2 separate regions of the Hordeum vulgare genome follow, and region 1 is linked to region 2. A link is a contact called in public Hi-C data. All regions are on one chromosome and are shown on one strand. The core of a region is the stretch at or near the end of the contact, and the rest is flanking DNA. Distances in the headings are between cores, read along the strand shown. Region 1 has its middle 46 kb from the start of LOC123426945. Region 2 holds the start of LOC123426945 (peroxidase 31-like).

What was found. A called contact is a pair of places that touch in the nucleus more often than the background predicts.
Region 1: a contact with region 2 is called in a Hi-C map of leaf, with 2.9 times the contacts expected there. The contact joins the enhancer-like site here to the promoter of LOC123426945 in region 2. A contact is called at or near these places in 1 of 6 Hi-C or Micro-C datasets (leaf) and 1 of 1 datasets of contacts at active chromatin or transcription factors (embryo).

Annotation. Positions count from the first base shown.
Region 1 is chr2H:516,697,540-516,703,211 of MorexV3_pseudomolecules_assembly, reverse strand. No RefSeq gene overlaps it. Among protein-coding and RNA genes, the nearest start is that of LOC123426945, 46 kb to the right of the region's middle. Within about 2 kb of position 3,616, at least 3 of the 3 cell types and tissues checked have open chromatin away from gene starts, as enhancers often do. A contact at or near this core is called in leaf, where this site is marked.
Region 2 is chr2H:516,652,249-516,657,871 of MorexV3_pseudomolecules_assembly, reverse strand. It overlaps LOC123426945 (peroxidase 31-like), which reads left to right and starts at 3,735. Exons shown (of 1, transcript XM_045110867.1): 1 at 3,735-5,098. The coding sequence starts at 3,983. The coding sequence ends at 4,990.

The DNA of each region.
Region 1 (5,672 bases), core at 2,367-4,866, 45 kb before region 2:
GGTGTGCGGAGAGCTGCGGGAGAAGCAAGATTAATGGGAGGAGGATGAGCAGCGCAACAGGAAATCCCGCCGGGGGGGCTTTAATAGGCTTCCGACTGGGTCACTTGCAGGTGGGCCGAGGATCTTATCCCCCCAACCGGCCGCTGCGAGGTTAGTGGAGAAGATAACGGCGCGGTAATCGAGGAGGCAAAACCTACTCGATGGCGATGTCGTCATCCCCGCTGAGCGCGCGGCAACCGAAATTTGAGGATCCCGGAAAATCCGGCGCTGTCAGTTTGACCAGTCACGTCGAAAGATTCCGCGGAAGCACTCGGTCCCTGACGGTTCGTTTCACTCGCGTATTCACTCGGATCACTAGCTGAAAAGATAACAATGAATCGAGGCAAACAACGCTAAAGTCACCTCAATACCAGTCGGTTCCAAACTCCAGACATTACTTCATCGTTCCAACCCCGATCCATTCGGGACTAATGATGGGGTTATAGTCCCAGGGTTGGGTCATAGGTCTGTCCTATAGGTCCTACCCAAGGACTACCCTTCATAGAAGACAAGGCCCTTAGACAGTTCCGACTGAACTAAGGACGCCCCCATCATCCAGTCGGCGACGATCCACTCGGAGCATATCTAACGTACCGACTGGAATCCACTCTGTACATCGTAACCTCCCAGGAGGGCAATGGTCATACGTTTTCATACACCATTATTGGCATTTAAAGCATACGTTACCTGTAACGTAGGCATTTATTCGCCACTATTCCACCCTTGTCCACCGGGCCATTATGAAGGGCAGCGCACTCTATATAAGCCGCCCTTCCCCACTGGTGCAAGGGTTGGCACTTGCTGTAATCCTATAATCCACTCGACACAAAGCTCCCAAGAGCACTGAGACGTAGGGCTTTTACCTCCACCGTAGAGGGGCCTGAACTTATACATCCTCGCCGTAGCTAAGGCTCTGCCCATCCTTTCGTACCCCATACTTCTACTGTCAGACTTATACCCACGACGGTATCAATTAGTGTTATCTTCCCAACATATAATATCGATCATAGTCATTACTCCATTAGTCCACAATAGTGTTGCCACATCGCGTTCTAACTAGATTCAGTGACATATTGAATTACTTATATCTTTTGATCCGTTATTCGAAATCTAGTAATTCTTTTTTCTACATGTTCCTATTGACCTCCCGTTTGCAGTAGCTTCATTAATTTCAACCTTTGAACCTTACAAATTTGAGCGATTCAAATTTGTATTCGAACATTCATTTGATCTTATCTTGCAAATCGTAACACCTTTTCAATTGATTCCTTTTACCCCTAAATACTCATGTCATATATTTTTGTACATAACCATCGTACTTAAGTTCAACTTATTTTGACCTTCTGAATGAAAATTCAATTCATACTTCAATTCGCTATAACTTGTGTTGTAGTTGTAGTGCTCCATTTTAAGAAGTTCTTTCTACAAATAAATTCTTATGTCTTATACTATTTGTCAAACAACATTCATGTTGGTCTCCCAATTTTTTTTATCATCTCCCATAGTGTATGCAAGTCGAGATTATATAGCGATAGTTGATCATCCTTTGACTCTTTTGAGTTGACCCCTTTCACCTTTCCTGTTACAACACCATAAGGCTCTATCTTTTCTTATTAAATCTTGGTATGTTGTTATTTTGCACCAAGACATGTTTTGTTCTTATTTTCTTTTGGTTCTTCCTTTTGGCATGAATGTTTATTGAATGTTATTCGTTTACGATAGATTGCTCACAGTGTGTCGAATAAAATTATCAGGATTATGAGAGCGACTATCTTCATCAAGTAATACGAGACAAGTTCACATTGATCATATTTTTACCTATGGTTTTATTGCATTAGTTACAACCTTTCTTCACCCAATTGCATGCAAAGTAGGTACTTGGAAATTTGGATCTTGATGTAGTATCATGTGGTAGACACCCATCACCCTTGTTACTTGGCCCGGGACGATGAATTTTATTTTGCTATGCTTTTAGTAGACAGGGTTTTGGTTGAGTGTTTATCATGAGTGTTGTGAGAAACTTAATAATCAAGACCTGATGACTCCAAGACTTGCAAGACCTCAGAACGAAATATACCTCTGGGTGAAGGACGGTTCAGATGGACTCCCTGGGATAAACCAGCGGGAGGACCCGGGATGCATGGAGAAACGTCATGACATCTTGCAGAAAGCTTCACCCACGCTCAAAGAGATGGATGAATATTTTCAAGACCCAAGGCTTACCTGCACAACCACAAGTCATTATGGGCTCTGGCTTGGTTGGACAACGTGGTGACTCTGGACGAGCGGTGCTATGAGATGTAGAAGAACGGTAGGATTGGATGGACACCGACAGAGGCTCAGAGGAACCCGTTGAAAGACCATGTTTTGATCATCCGATTCTCAAATACCCTAAAGTGCGAGGACTTCAACGGAGGCGATCAAATCTTGTGGGGAACGTCTGCAAAACTCTGCAGAGTACTCAAACCTAATCGATTAGCCGTGTCCACAGTCATGGACAACTTGAGACGAAGTTATCAGGAATTCTCAACACCATTTATTATTGATGTGGGTAATATTTATAACTTGGGTATGAAAATTGGTTGGTGGAACCTTCTCGTTAACAACCAACAATATAGTAAATTTTGCTTTTATTCTCTCTCTTGTTGTAGGAAAAATTTGCTTTACGCAAAACTTAAACTACAGCTCCACCTGTCATATATGCATATAGTATAGATGATATTTTTCATCCATCTCTTTTGTGATTTGCCGGCATATTCAATATGCTGACCTACACGGCTGCAACGTTTTATGTTGCAGATATTTTTCTTCGACGAGTAAGATTACGATTCAGGGTTACGGTCTGCACTCAACCTGTCGTTGGTGTTTATTAGAACTCCAATCGGTTGACTGTTTACGTTGAGCTTTTGAAGTATATATCAATTTTACGTTATATATGATTGCACTTTGATATATACATTGATGTACTGTGTGTGCCAGCATATTGATTCAGGAATGACACAGATACACACAAAGGCTTGACTCATTTTGAGTCGGGTCGCTACAGCACCCAACCAAATACCACAAGGCAAAACCTTCGCATATTTTCTATTGTCGTTGACCGCACCGCTAGTCGAGGGCTTGACAAAGGATACTATTCCGACTTGAATGCATAGCCGCCGCTTCGCCATTCTGAGCAAGACATCCGACTGAAACAGAGAAATCTAGAAAAAACAGTACATGCCGGCGAGGCGGATCGTCGACGGGGGGACAGGAGCCACGGCAACCCTAATCGGCTTTTGTTCACCCGTGACCAAGACGAAGATGTATCGTATCGGTTCAAAACCCTCCTGACAGTGCTGTTTGTGGCAGTTTAAGAGTAGGCGCGTTTTCCGATGGATGACACTTTGTTTGCACATGCGTGATGTACGTATGCGCGGGTGGGTCAGTTGGTCCCCCGAGCTCTCATTTATACTGATCTGTCCCCGGGAAAATTATTAGGGTCGCTCGGAACTTTGTCATCAACCGGAGCACTGTATATCCTGGCCCCGGCTGAACGCACGGACGTGGTTAGCGAGCCGCTCATGCCAAGCAGTAAAGTGGTTAATCTGCACTAGCTCCACATACACGAAAGCTATACGTCCGACGTGCGTCGCTCGTACGCGACCCAGCTGTACAAGGATCGCGACCGTTTTGGACCTACGTAGTACGCGCATGAATCAATGCTCAACATTGCGCCCTGCAGATAGTCCGTATTTTGCTAGCCCTACTAATTCCTGGATGGCATGTGATGGAGCCCTGAAGCGTGTGCGTGAAGAAATATTCCCAGGCAAAACCTCATCGTCCACCTCCCCCATTCCACTCCTAGCTAGTAGCTAGGTAGCCACTCTCGAAAGGAGGCGCACAAACGGAAAATGGAATTGGATACGCGCCAGCAAACAGCTGTGTATACGTTGTGCGCAGGTGAGATGCTTCTTGAGAGACGGAAACCTATTCACGGGCCGGACAGCTGCGCCGTACCCACCGTTAATGCCGCGTTCCGTCACGCCCGCCATGAAGGGCAGCGATGATTTTCCGTGGGGCGGCCGTGCGGTGCAACATACGGACGGACGTGCGCATAGGGTCGCCGCCGGTTTCAGCGCTTTCGACCTGTTTTGCTTTTTTTTAATACCAACAAATATGCCGTGCGTTGTACTAAGTAGTAAATATTTTTTTACGTAAGACACTATCATTTTGATCCAATTTTGATTCCGACTCATCATATTGATGGTGTACACATACGACCATACTCAGACATCATCGGCGTGGTGTCGTATTGCGGTGTCGTTTCTTTCTTGAGAGCATCGTTTGTGGAGCAGTGCTCAGGAGATGGAGCGGTTTCGTCTGACCCGAAGATTTGGTGGAACTGTCAAGTCATGTTTGGTCGACAGGTGCTACGCTGAGTCATGCGTGGTTGGTAGGTGCTACGCACGACAGTTCTTTCAGAATCTTCGTGTCTGGACGAATGAGCGCATGGCGATGACGTTGTTTGACGCTGTGATGGCGTCGATCATCTTGCACGGAGCTTTCGATGGAGATGTCAAGTCATGCATGGTCGACAGGTGCTACGCTGTGTCATGCCAGGTAGGCAGGTGCTACGCATGACAGATCTTCCACAATCTTTGCATGTGGACTGGCGAGTCGTGGTGGCGTCGACGGATGGACTGACTGGCAAGGATGATACAGATCTCTCTCCTGAAGATGGGTCAGCGGCCTGATGATGATGGCGGCATCTAAAACGTGTGCATGTTGTGTACGCTTTAGATCTGCTGCACCGGTGGGTTCCGATACGTTATGTGGATGAATCGATGACGACACCGGTTTTAGATATGGGAAGTGAGAACACTTCACATTATCGAGTTTCGTAGGTGTGAGTGGTGGCTTCGGGTGGTTTGATGTATGTTTTTGTTAGATCTATGTTGAATAATTAATAAAGATGGTCGTATGCATGGATTGATGCAGAGGACGAGGGTTTGAAACTCCTTTTAAAAAAATCATATTGCCTGTTTCAAAAAATTTAAAAAAGCCTATATATATAGCCATCACATACAATAAATGAAACGCAAATTAAAATTGAACTTATCAATTTAACTGTTATCCTAAAAAAATCAACTATTGACATTCATTAGTATCAGATGAATAGTTTGGATGTCTTTAAAATAAACCTCCATATACTTTTAATGTTCATCAATTTTATAAATGCATGTATATCCTATAAAAATTGTTTGTGTATTCACTAAGAAAATGTAGTCCGTTGGTAAGCACGCATGTGAATTATGTCAAAAAAAGGTACGTACATAAAGTCTTAGATCATGAAATATGTACAAAGAGAAAACCTAGTGCACGTACATCATGTCCAAGGATTATAACATTTTTCAAATATTGACGTTTTAAGTTTATATGTTACAATACATATCGTTGATATGAAATAAAGACAAATATTAATTAACATTGTATCCTATATAGTATTTTAAAAATATTTAACATGTAAAACAACAACATATTCAAACTCTACACATTCTTCTAATAAAATTTCATATGTAACATGTTTAAATTGGAATTACGGTTTAACAGATATTGTTATTTAAAAATACATATTTCTTCTGAATAGACTC
Region 2 (5,623 bases), core at 2,486-4,985:
AAAAAGCTCGACCGAAAGGTGCGGGAATCGAAAACTTACCGAGTCCACTCCTCGAGGCGGTTCAGGTCCTCCTGGGCCACCAAGACCGCCTCCGCCACCTTGTCACGGCTGCGGGAATATGCCACCACCAGCGCTGGGACCCCACTCAGCGTTGCGCCAGGAGGCAAGGTCGCGCGGCTTGCTTTGGCCGCTTTCCAGGACTCTATGGGCCGGCTCCTAGAGAAGGGGCCGGCTCCGGAGGCGGACGGGCCACGGCGAGAAACGACCATTGTGTCGTATCCTGGGGACACGCTTTGTGTCGGCTCCTTCGACGCATCGGCCCGACGAGGCGCCTGCGGATCCTCGGTCCGCACAGTCTTGTCCTTCACCACCAGGGTCGTCTCCGTGTTGGGGCGGAATCTCCGCTTCCGGCGCATCCATTTGCACCTCCGGTGCGGTGTCCTCTCCAGCGTCAGGCGCGTCGGGTGCTGCATCAAGATCCACCTGCGCGGAGGCAGGCTCTGGCCCGGTGGTCTTGGCGGTCTCGGCTGCGCTTGCTCCGGAACGAGCCGGCTCGCTGGTCTGGGCCTCCACACTCACCCGTGAGGCGGGATCGTGCCTCGTCTTGGAGCGCCTCTCCTTGGGGGCGGGCTTCGGAGCAGGGCCGGATGCGCGCTTGCCGGGCTGATCCCGGCCTACAGCCGCCTTTCGGGGCGCCTCCTCCCAGGGACGGCGTTCCTGCTCAATCAGCACCCTCTGGGCAGCATCCATCTCGGCCCAGGCGGCCTGCTCTATGGCGGTGGCGTCATCCTCCTCCACTGCCTCGATCTCCCTGCTTACCATAAATCGGTAAGGAGGGATTTTCTTCAGAAGAATCAAACATGGGGAAAGAAGATAAACGTGACTACTTACCCGACAATGACGGGAACCGGCCGTCTCCCGACGACGGCCGGGATGACTCGCCACTTCTTCGAGCTGCCCCCACGACCTCCAGCTGGAGGCCCTCCTGCGGTTCGTTTGGGAGCCGGCTCGGCGATGGCGGCCTGCTTGCCTTTTCGTCGCGCTCCTTCGCCATCATTTGCCGGCTCACGGGCGGCTCGATGTTGCCGCGTCAAGGCAGGGATGGAGACCTCCTCTATCTCTTCCAGGTCTTCCACGTTGGCTGCACCGCGCAAGGGAGGCGACACCTCGTCATCATATGTCTAGTCAAGCAACCCAGACGCAACAAACTCACCGACCGACTCGGTTCCTTCCGACTCCGCCGCCCCCTCCACATCTTCGGAGGCGGACGGCTGAAGCTCCACCTAGTCCTCATCCTCGATTTCGACGTCGGCAGTCGGCGGCTGGTAGACTTGCAGACGCTTGAATAGCTGAGGGAGTAGCCGGCGTCCGGCATCACATGTCGGATGGTATCCAAAGAAAGACAAGAAACGCAATCAATAAAGAAACATACCATCGGAGCCGGATGGCTTCGCCCGTAAGGGGTTATGCCCCACTCCCATTCGCCACCTTCATCCATGGAGGCGAAGGAGATTAGGTTCACCTGATAAGCCACCCTACCGGCTCACAGGTTCTTCGTTGTGAGTCGGCATGGATCATGTCGGTCACCCATCTGACAGATCAAGTGCGGCCGGCGCTGAAGGGGCAGGATCCGGCATGCCACCATGGTGGCAAGAAAATCTTCTACTAGGAGGCCTCGAGTCTTCAAAAGCTCGAGGTGGGCGCAAATCTGCTTCACCTCTAGGATCGGCTTTGGAAGAGAGCTCTTCCAGTTTTGCTTTGCGGTCGACGAAGCAATGGCGAAAGGGGTAGGTTGATGTAGTCGAGGAGGGGGTCCACATTCTTCACGTAGAAGAATCCCCTCTGCCACTTCTTCACCCAGTCCTGGAGGGGGGGCTTCGGGAAGCCGGAGGCGGTTCGATGATGAACTAGGGCAGCGCCGCAAGGAGTCATCTTCATGACGCAGGGAACATCAGTTGGCGCCGGCTGCTGCTTGAAGAAGAACAACTGCCGCCACAGATCCAATCGGGGTTCAATCCCCACAAATCCCTCGCACAGGGGTGACAAAGGCTGCTAGCTAGAGGACGGCGTTCGGCGCAAGGTGGTGCGGCTGCAGGCCGAAATGCACCAAGAAGCGCGAGAAGAAATCGCTAGCGGGGAGCCCGAACCCGTGGAAGAAATGTTCCCACCACCTCACCTTCGCGAGGGGTCGGTGATGCTTCGGGATCAGGGAGGCACACCGCGATGAGCTCCTCCGAGGGCAGCATGCGGCGGTGGCGGAGCACCTAAATGTGCCCCGCGGTGACCTCTCTGCCTTCCCAGGCGCCTCGGGACTTCGCCTTCTTGGCGATAGATTGAGACATGGCGAGGCGGCGATGAGAAGCTCGAACAGAATGCGCGAAGCTCCGGCGGCGAAGGCGCAAGCGGTCTCTCTCTCTCTCTCTTGCTCTGGGAGGGAGGGAGCGCTGGAACAGAGCGGGACGGGGGCAAATGATCTCTTCGGCGCCCCGCACCTCCATTTAAACCATCGAAGAGATCGTGGGGAGGGGACCTGGTGTGCATGATCCCCACCCCCTCCGGATCGTGCGGAAGCTTTAATGTGTTCCAAAAATACCAACCGTCATCGCAAATCCATAGAGGATCCGCGCACACGGGCCAAGGGCGCGGCGTGGCAGGCCCCATGACGCATGCCCCGTCCCATCATGCGTGTGGCTTTTCAGGGCACGGTGCCCAAAGCATGACACGTGGCGCATCCACGCTGCGTGCGAAGAAGCCGAGGCGTGTGCCGGAAGCCAGCCGGCTCCCGGCTTGATCGCCTCCCATACAACGGCTCCGAAAGCCCGCAAGCCGGATACTCAAGCCGGCAAGGCACTCCGCCTCGAGACTGCGGACCACCCCTGCTTCAGGGACTACTGACGGGGGGATAACCCCGGGGTAGGCTCATCAAGCCTACTCCTATGTACTTGGGTATAGAAAGAAGCAATAGCATCCTCAACTGTCAGCTCGCCTTGGCCGACTACGAAATACTTGCCGGCTAGGGGAGTAGCCGTCTACTCTCTGGCCGGCTGGCCAAGCTGCCAGCGGCTGAAGGGCGCCTATCGCATCATTCCCCACGATGTGGCGGGGGCCTTCGATTAAAGGTGAAGGTACAATGACAAGGGCTTGTCGCATCAATCCCCAGGATGGCAACAGATGGAAGTCGGCGAAGCTCTGAAGTAGATTCTTGCCATCTCTTGGAGCAATGAAGTTAGGATTTCTTGTCATGCGTGCGCAACAGCTAAGATTTGGTGCCACATGCTTTAGATCGATTGAAAGATTCAACAACGACGAGTGTGGCTCTAGGACCCTGATCCTTAGAAGCACATGCACAATTTTTTTTGGGTGTTACTCATAAGGTCGGACCGACTCTGATTGAGGAGCAACAACATCAACCCGTTAGTAGTTCGTTCTCACAATGATAATCGTGTTTATGGTTCATGGATAGTTTTACTCTCCCGTCGTGATGCTTGTCATAAAAATAGATAAAATATATATTTAGAATTAAAATGTGCCTAGATACATTCGCGGTTTCAGACCGAGGAAGCATTATGTTTATGTTTGTTTTTTGTATTTTAACGATTTTTTTAACGAATGCGTGCCCTTTTAGTAAGAAAACATGTTTATAATATATATATTCAGAAAAAATAAAATTCACTGCAGAGTCTGGACCGCGGACCACCACCGCATATAAAGAAGTCATCGCGGTTGCGGCAGGAACATCCGTCCATCCGTCCTCGAGCTCCACCCCCCGTCTTTACCAGGCCACCGCACCTCTGACCTCCCTTCCCCCTTAACCTTAAACCCCACAATTACTTCACTCATCAGTCATCACCACACCCCACTAATCCTCCCACTTCACCCTTCTTCTCCAGTCCACCGCCTTTTCCCCTCACCCCAATCCCCGTCTCTCTCATTTCCAAATCCAGCCACCTCCACCCCTCCCTCTCTCTCTCTCTATCTCTCCATGGGCACGCTTCTCCGACGCTTGCTCCTCTCCCTCGCGCTCCTCGCCGCCGCCGCAGCCCCCGGCGCGGCGGCGGCGGCCAGGCTGTCGACGTCGTACTACAGCCGCAGCTGCCCCCGCGTGGAGCAGATCGTCTCGGACGTGGTCGCCGCCAAACAGCAGGCCAACCCGTCCACGGCGGCGGGCACTCTGCGGCTCTTCTTCCACGACTGCTTCGTCTCCGGCTGCGACGCCTCCGTCCTCGTCTCCCCGCTCTCCTCCGACCGGACCCCGGAGCGCGCCGCGGAGATCAACCTCTCCCTCCCGGGGGACGCCTTCGACGCCGTGGCCCGCGCCAAGGCCGCGCTCGAGGCCGCCTGCCCGGGCACCGTCTCCTGCGCCGACATCCTCGCGCTGGCGGCGCGCGACCTGGTGGGGATCCTCGGCGGGCCGCGGTTCCCCGTCTTCCTCGGCCGCCGCGACGCGCGCCGCTCCGACGCGCGCGACGTGGAGGGCAACCTCCCGCGCACCAACATGTCGGCGCGGGCCATGACGGTCCTGTTCGCGCGCAAGGGCATCACGCCGCAGGAGATGGTGGCGCTGGCGGGCGCCCACACCGTGGGCTTCTCCCACTGCTCCGAGTTCGCGCACCGGGTGTACAACTACAAGGGCGCAGGCGGCGCCGCCGGCGGGCACGACCCCTCGCTGAACCCGGAGTTCGCGCGGGCGCTGCAGAGCTCCTGCGCCGGCTACGAGAGCAACCCGGACATCTCCATCTTCAACGACATCGTGACGCCGCGGGACTTCGACGAGCTCTACTTCAAGAACCTGCCCCGGGGCCTCGGGCTGCTCGCCTCCGACGCCGCGCTGTGGGAGTACCCGCCCACCAAGGTGTTCGTCCAGCAGTACGCCGACAACCGGACCGCGTTCTTCCAGGACTTCGCCAAGGCCATGCAGAAGCTCGGCACCGTCGGCGTCAAGACGGGGCGGCAGGGCGTCGTCAGGCGGCAGTGCGACATCCTCGACTGACCGGCGCGTGGCTTATGTCCGGTGATGAGAACTGGACGGTATTATTAGGATTGGATTTTGGTGTGCGTCCGCTCTGATTTTCTGAATGAAGTTGTGAATTGCGATGCTTTTCGGTCTTGTGAATTGTGTGATGCTTTTTTCGGCCTTGTGAATTGAAAAGCGAGCGACCAAACCAAGGCCGTCCAATTCAGCGAGTGGCGCTGGGCCGTTGGCATCTCCCTTTCTGTTGCGAGTCATTATCGTCGCCTGGACTCATCTTGTGCATGCATTGTCACTTCCAGTCATACACTCCGCGTAGTCATCACAGGCTCAAGTGCCGCCGCCGAAGCTCCTTGTGGTTATTACGCAGCTAACGGAGCATAATCACGCGACCAACGGCGACAAAGGTGACACGAGCGGATTGCCGGCCGTTGGCACATGGGAGGGCAAGGCAGCATTGGCTGCTGCCTTTTTCTCGTACAGCGCCGGGCCGGTTCATGTTGGGTGAAGCTTTTTTCGGTTGCGTTTTAATGGTGGACCCTGGACAGGGGATGCCGGTACGGGGAGGCATCTGGGGGTGCATGGACGGTCTGATTTTTCCGACTCGGTGCCCTTGTTGTGACAGTTTGGATACAACAATGATTAGGCCAAACA